Regions from separate parts of the Pan troglodytes genome. Here region 2 is linked to region 1. Evidence: chromatin contacts called from public HiChIP or PLAC-seq data. All regions are on one chromosome and are shown on one strand. The core of a region is the stretch at or near the end of the contact, and the rest is flanking DNA. Distances in the headings are between cores, read along the strand shown.

Region 1 (2,700 bases), core at 92-2,591:
TTACAAATGTAATTCCCACGACACCGTGCTGAGTCTCAAATGTGGCGTTAACGTAACTTAATTTCTATTTGTACTGGAAACGTATCAAGATATAAACTCCTCCATTACACGTGAGAATTCAAACCAATTTGGCAATCCTAGGACCCTTATTCTGCACAATCTCCATACAGTACCTCAAAGAGAGTCTAAATCACGAGAATTCATCTCATAAAATAATTCATGGAATCGAGTGTAATTACCTTTCTAATTTCATCCAGCACCATTTCAAAGGACTTTTTATCCATCTTGACTACTATCCCGACGTGGTTTTAACAGTTATACTTGCAATTAAAAGACGTTCATCCCTGGTCTGCTCCGCCGATAGTAAAAAATATTTATAGCTGAGGAGGAAAAAGACTCCACGAGCAAGAGAGGATGCGAAGAGGTAGAGAGTATTGCAAACTTCGCAAAAAAATTTCTAAAAACTGAGACTCAGAAAAACTTTTTTTATTAAAAAGAAAAAACACTCCAGTCAGGCTTCCCCAGCTTATTCACACAATGGTTCAGGGCACCTCGGGCAAGAGCCAGGTCCTCTGAGTTTTGCAGAAAAACCCGGGCTCGGCGGCAGGTTTGAGTGCGGTTTCCCTGCAGCTGAGGGCCAGGTGCCGCCAGAGGTAGCTCTTGAAGCCGCTTTCCCAGGTGGAGCGGCCGGCAGAGTAGAAACACCTGCGCTCAGAGTCCACGGGCGGCGGGGAGGGAGGCGCCGGTCTCTCGACCCGCACCTGCGCCTCGACCGCCGGCCGCGACCCTCACCGCCGCGAACCCGGACGCATGGTCCGGCTCGCGCTCATCCCCAGCCACTCCGCCCGACTCCTGGATACCTCGGCCCCGGCGGCAGGCGGCCCGGCAGGCTCTTTGTTACCAGCTGCTGCAGCTTCCGGGAGCGGGCCGGCGGCTGGGGAGCACCGGGAGCCGGGCGAAGAGGGGCACGGCCTCGCATAGGGGGACTCCGGAAAAACGCAGCCCCAACAGCGCCAGGCGCCCTGCCTGGTTACCCCTACAGCCCCCACCAGCTCATGGGGACCTACAATAAAGCCAGTCGCGCGCAAGTAAACTCAACACTGCGCCGCCAGCTTGGGCCCCTCTTTCCTGAAAGCCAGAGGTGGGGTCCTGGTGTGGGAATATAGGCATCCATAGCGGATGCCTGGATGGTAGGAATAGGATGTGGCAAAAATCCTTCCCGAAGCCTAGCGGTCATTATTTTGAATGACATCCCCACCATACCTCGTGTCTGAGTGTGCAATGTTTTGATTTTGCCGTCTGGATTAAAAAGAATAAATGGCGAGCCATTAAGGCATATCTACGGGCGCCCATACTTTGGTGGCCACTGGAAGTCAGCGGCGCGGACTGCCCTGAGGGCGGGAAAGGGTGGTCACTGGGTCAGCCCGAAGCACCTGACATGAGGGCGGGGACCCCGAAATGCACACGAAGTCCGGAACTGGTCTTGTGTGATTTTCATTCGCCCTGGTCTCTGTTCTTTGAGCTTTCGTACTCAAAGCTCGTGCATCCAGGGAGGGGAAACCGGAGATAGCGTCTTCGGGCCCCGGGCAGACCCTCTGTGCCGCTGCAAACCGTTGCAGCCTGAGGCTGTCAGGTCCTCCCCCAGACACCTGCGGACCCTCCCTCGCCTGGCTTCCCGTCTGGTCATGGCGAGATTCTGGGTCTGCGTAGCCGGTGCTGGCTTCTTTCTTGCATTTTTGGTTTTGCATTCGCGTTTTTGTGGCTCTCCAGTGAGTTGGGTAGTGAGGAAAGGACTGTCGGGTGTGCGGATGGCCCTGTTGGGAGGCGTCGCCACGGTCGTGGCATGGAGGTGGCAGGCCCTGGTTCCCTCAGTAGCTTGTCTCAAAGCCTGCACCTGGGTCCAGACTGCCTTGACCCTTTGAGTTTAAAAATTTGTGTATGTTACATCGCCATTTTCCTCTTTCCCAACTCTTACTACATCCTCAAATAATTTGCAGACTTGTATTGTGGTCGTGTTGGTCTTTAGGCATCTAAGCTCATTTCTTTGGAATTATTTCAGTCCAGCAAACTTCTAGTTGTCAAGGCATGCTTAAAAATAAGCCCTGTTACCCGCCCCCTCGCCCTTTTTCTGTTCTTACCTAGAGGGTAAACTAAATCTGAATTGTCTGATTTTGTTTAAGGTTTTGAGGAACTTTACTTTTGCAGTTTCCTGGAGAACTGAGAAAATTCTTTACCGGCTGGATGTGGGTTGGCCTAAGCACCCAGAATATTTTACCGGAACAACATTTTGTGTTGCAGTTGACTCCCTCAATGGATTGGTTTACATAGGTCAAGTAAGTAAATAGAGATTTAAAAAAATTATGAACACAAACGAAGTAACAGCCTTCCTGTCTTGCTGTAGTAACTGACCATATGCGTTTATATCATGCTAATTGTGCAATTTATTTTTGAGTTGGTCTCAAGTATTTTGGTTTCGAATGTGAAAGATATGTTAGATTTTGAAAGTGGTTTTTGTAGTAAAATTCTCAGTTATTTTTTTTCTTCGCCAAGATACAGATTACCTTTCCTTTAAACTGATCCTAAGAAGTTATTTTTTGTATACCTTCAGAGAGGGGATAACATCCCAAAGATATTAGTGTTCACAGAGGATGGATATTTCCTACGAGCCTGGAATTATACAGTTGACACACCTCATGGTAT
Region 2 (2,700 bases), core at 49-2,548, 570 kb after region 1:
TGAGTATGCAGTTTTGATTCATTGATTCCAACAGTTTTATTGCAATCATTTCCCCCCCGAATGATTGTCTAATCTGAACAGCAATCCATACTTCCCAGTATTCTACATCAAACCCCAGTCATCCAAATGGTTCCAGGGGCATTTACTTCCACCCCAGCCTTTCAAAAAGAGTTCCTTAACCATTTCTCACACTTTCTATAAAGAAATGAATACAGAAGCACAGAGCCCATCCACCCTAGAGTTCCACCCCCAGGACCCCTAACTCCAGCTTTCAGGGTCCATAGCAAATTTCCGCCTTTCTTCACCTCGCCCCTACCCGTTTTTTCTCTAACCACCGCCCATTTTCAGTTCTGGATGTCACTCAAACGGGAGGTCGGCTACTACTTTTTTTTCTAATCTTGTCAACTGCAGTCAGCGGCTGAAGTTGATCTATCTGGGCCACGAGGCTGGGGAAGACCAGCAGGGGGTGGCCTGCGGGCAGGCGGCCCTCATCTCCAACTGCGGTGAGGCGCCCTCGCCAAGACAAGCCCATATTTAGCCCCCTGCCATTGCCTCACCGAGCCACTCCACCCATGGAGACACACAATGATCCCTCCATTCTAAAAGGGGGCAAGAGGCATTTTCCAGCCGGCTCTGGACGAAGGGAGGGGATAAGGATGGGAAGGCAGCACCCCCCGGAGGCAGACGCCAAGAGCGGACGCGGCTGGCAGGCAGAGCCGACGGATCCGCCGAGCTCAGGAAGTCCGGAGCCCGGGAGCAGCCCAACTCCGGCTCCGGGGCAGAGAGGGAGCCCGGGAGAAAGCAGCGGAGCCCACGCCCACGGGGCAGCGGAGTGATTTACTTACATGGCTGGCGGGCGGCGGCTACCTTCCCTCCCGCGTCCCGGGCGCACACACAACTTGCTGTCTTTCTCGGGCGGGAACATCCACGGGAAACCAGACCGTCCTGCCCTTCTTTGCCTCTGTCCCTAACAGCCGCAGAACCCCGGGGCCCGACCTGGAAGAGCAGGGGTTGGCAGGAGGCGGAGGGTCTCCAGAAGCGGGCTGGCACCAGCGGAGACCCCCACTCCCTGCGAGTCCGCGGCGGCGGCTCTGGCGGAGCGCTGTGGGCGCGCGCGGGCGCCGGGGATCGCACGCAGAGGAGCGGATCTCCCTTTGGCAGGCGAAGCACGCACCGCCTCCTCCCCTCCGCTGCCCGGCCCTCCTCTTTCTCCAGTCCCCTCCCCTCGCGCCCCGGGGAACTCCGCGCAGACAGACCCAGGACGCACCGGGGACGTTCCTGGAGCGCCGGGAAGGGAGTGGGGGGTGCCCCGCTGTCCGCGCGGGTCCAGGCCCACCTCCGGGGGCAGCTTTCGCGGCTCCTCCCCTAGCCCCGAGCCCCCTCGCGCCCCCTCTCCCTGCGTCTCATTCAAAGCTGAGTGGGGAAGGCAGACAGACCGAGAAGTATGGGAGAAAGTTGCTTGTCTTCCTGGGTGACCCCGAGGGGCCACGGAAAATGACACATTTTGCCTGTTGGGGCTTTTCTGGGTTTACTGTTCGGGTTTATGCTCCTGTTTTCCTGCCGCCGTTAAAAGAAGCCGTAGACGGGAAGGAAGGCCTTAAAGAGTGGGTAAAGTGGCCCCTTTGAGATTTGAGGAGTCTTTTGAGAAGTGGTCACTTTGGAAGGCGGTGAATGAGGCGGTTGTGGACGTGGGAATTAAAGCACAGCAGACAGCCCAAGGCTCATGTATGGCATGGGGGCAGCTGCCTTTCCAGACGAGCCAGGGAGAAGGCAGGGACGGACCTCTAGCGAGCCTCTCCCAAGAGATACACTCTTTCAAAGGTCTCTCTCTCTCTTGCTGTTTCTCTGTCTCTCTCTCCCTCCCTCCCTCCCTTTCCCTTCACTTCCTCCCTCCCTTCTCCTCCATCCTGCCTCCTGATCAATTTTGCAATTTATTCCATCGTTTGATTTCTTTTCTGAGAAACAACTGATTTTTAGTTCCCCTCTGGACTTGAGGACTTCTTCCACTTGTCATTAACACTAACCCCTTTAGAAGTTTAGAGCTAGATTCAGTAGATGACTGTGGGAGTCTTTGCTGAAGACAGTATTTTAAGAAGTATGCCATCTGGGAACAGCAGTTTTTGAAGTAGACAGTTTCGCAGATATAGTTTTTGTGAGGTGTCTTTTTAGAGGAGTTGAAAGTAATAAATTGGTAGGTATATATTTCATAGCAGATTTTCAGACTGCACCATTTTAATTAGCCGTGATGGTGTACATTTTTCCCACAACGACAGCTGGAGATATGTGTTCTTTTATTATTATTTTGAAAGACCTTAAGTGATTGGTTCCAAGCCTTTTGAGGTCACAGGTCTTTTAAAAAATACGATGAAACTCATAAGGCTTCCAGAAAAAAAAATGCACAGACATATAAAGCTTTACCACAGCGATTCTGAAGAAGGAAAGGGATATTTGGCAAGGTCTGAAGATAATTTTGATTATCATAACCCATGAATGGGGAGTATTACTGGCATCTAGTTGGTAAAGACCCGAGATTCTGCTAAATACAGTGCACAGGACAGTCCCCAAAATTACCTGGGCCAAAGTGTCAATCATCTGAATGAAATATCAGGTGGTTTCCCATTCCCTTAAAGCCCATCCATGAATTCCATATTCAGAATCCCCAATTTAAGTGTTTTTGTTTTTGGTGTTGTTGTTGAGTTT

The links. HiChIP or PLAC-seq counts read pairs in DNA pulled down with a chosen protein or histone mark.
Region 2: a contact with region 1 is called in an H3K4me3 HiChIP or PLAC-seq map of stem cell-derived excitatory neurons, with 5 times the contacts expected there. The contact joins the promoter of LHFPL6 here to the promoter of NHLRC3 in region 1. A contact is called at or near these places in 1 of 7 Hi-C or Micro-C datasets (induced pluripotent stem cells) and 1 of 1 datasets of contacts at active chromatin or transcription factors (stem cell-derived excitatory neurons).

Annotation. Positions count from the first base shown.
Region 1 is chr14:38,146,277-38,148,976 of NHGRI_mPanTro3-v2.0_pri, forward strand. It overlaps NHLRC3 (NHL repeat containing 3), which reads left to right and starts at 1,342. Exons shown (of 7, transcript XM_509638.9): 1 at 1,342-1,769; 2 at 2,181-2,333; 3 at 2,609-2,700. The coding sequence starts at 1,686. It overlaps PROSER1 (proline and serine rich 1), which reads right to left and starts at 1,413. Exons shown (of 13, transcript XM_509637.9): 1 at 240-1,413. The coding sequence starts at 284.
Region 2 is chr14:38,715,621-38,718,320 of NHGRI_mPanTro3-v2.0_pri, forward strand. LHFPL6 (LHFPL tetraspan subfamily member 6) reads right to left here and starts at 1,299. Exons shown (of 4, transcript XM_001147653.8): 1 at 846-1,299.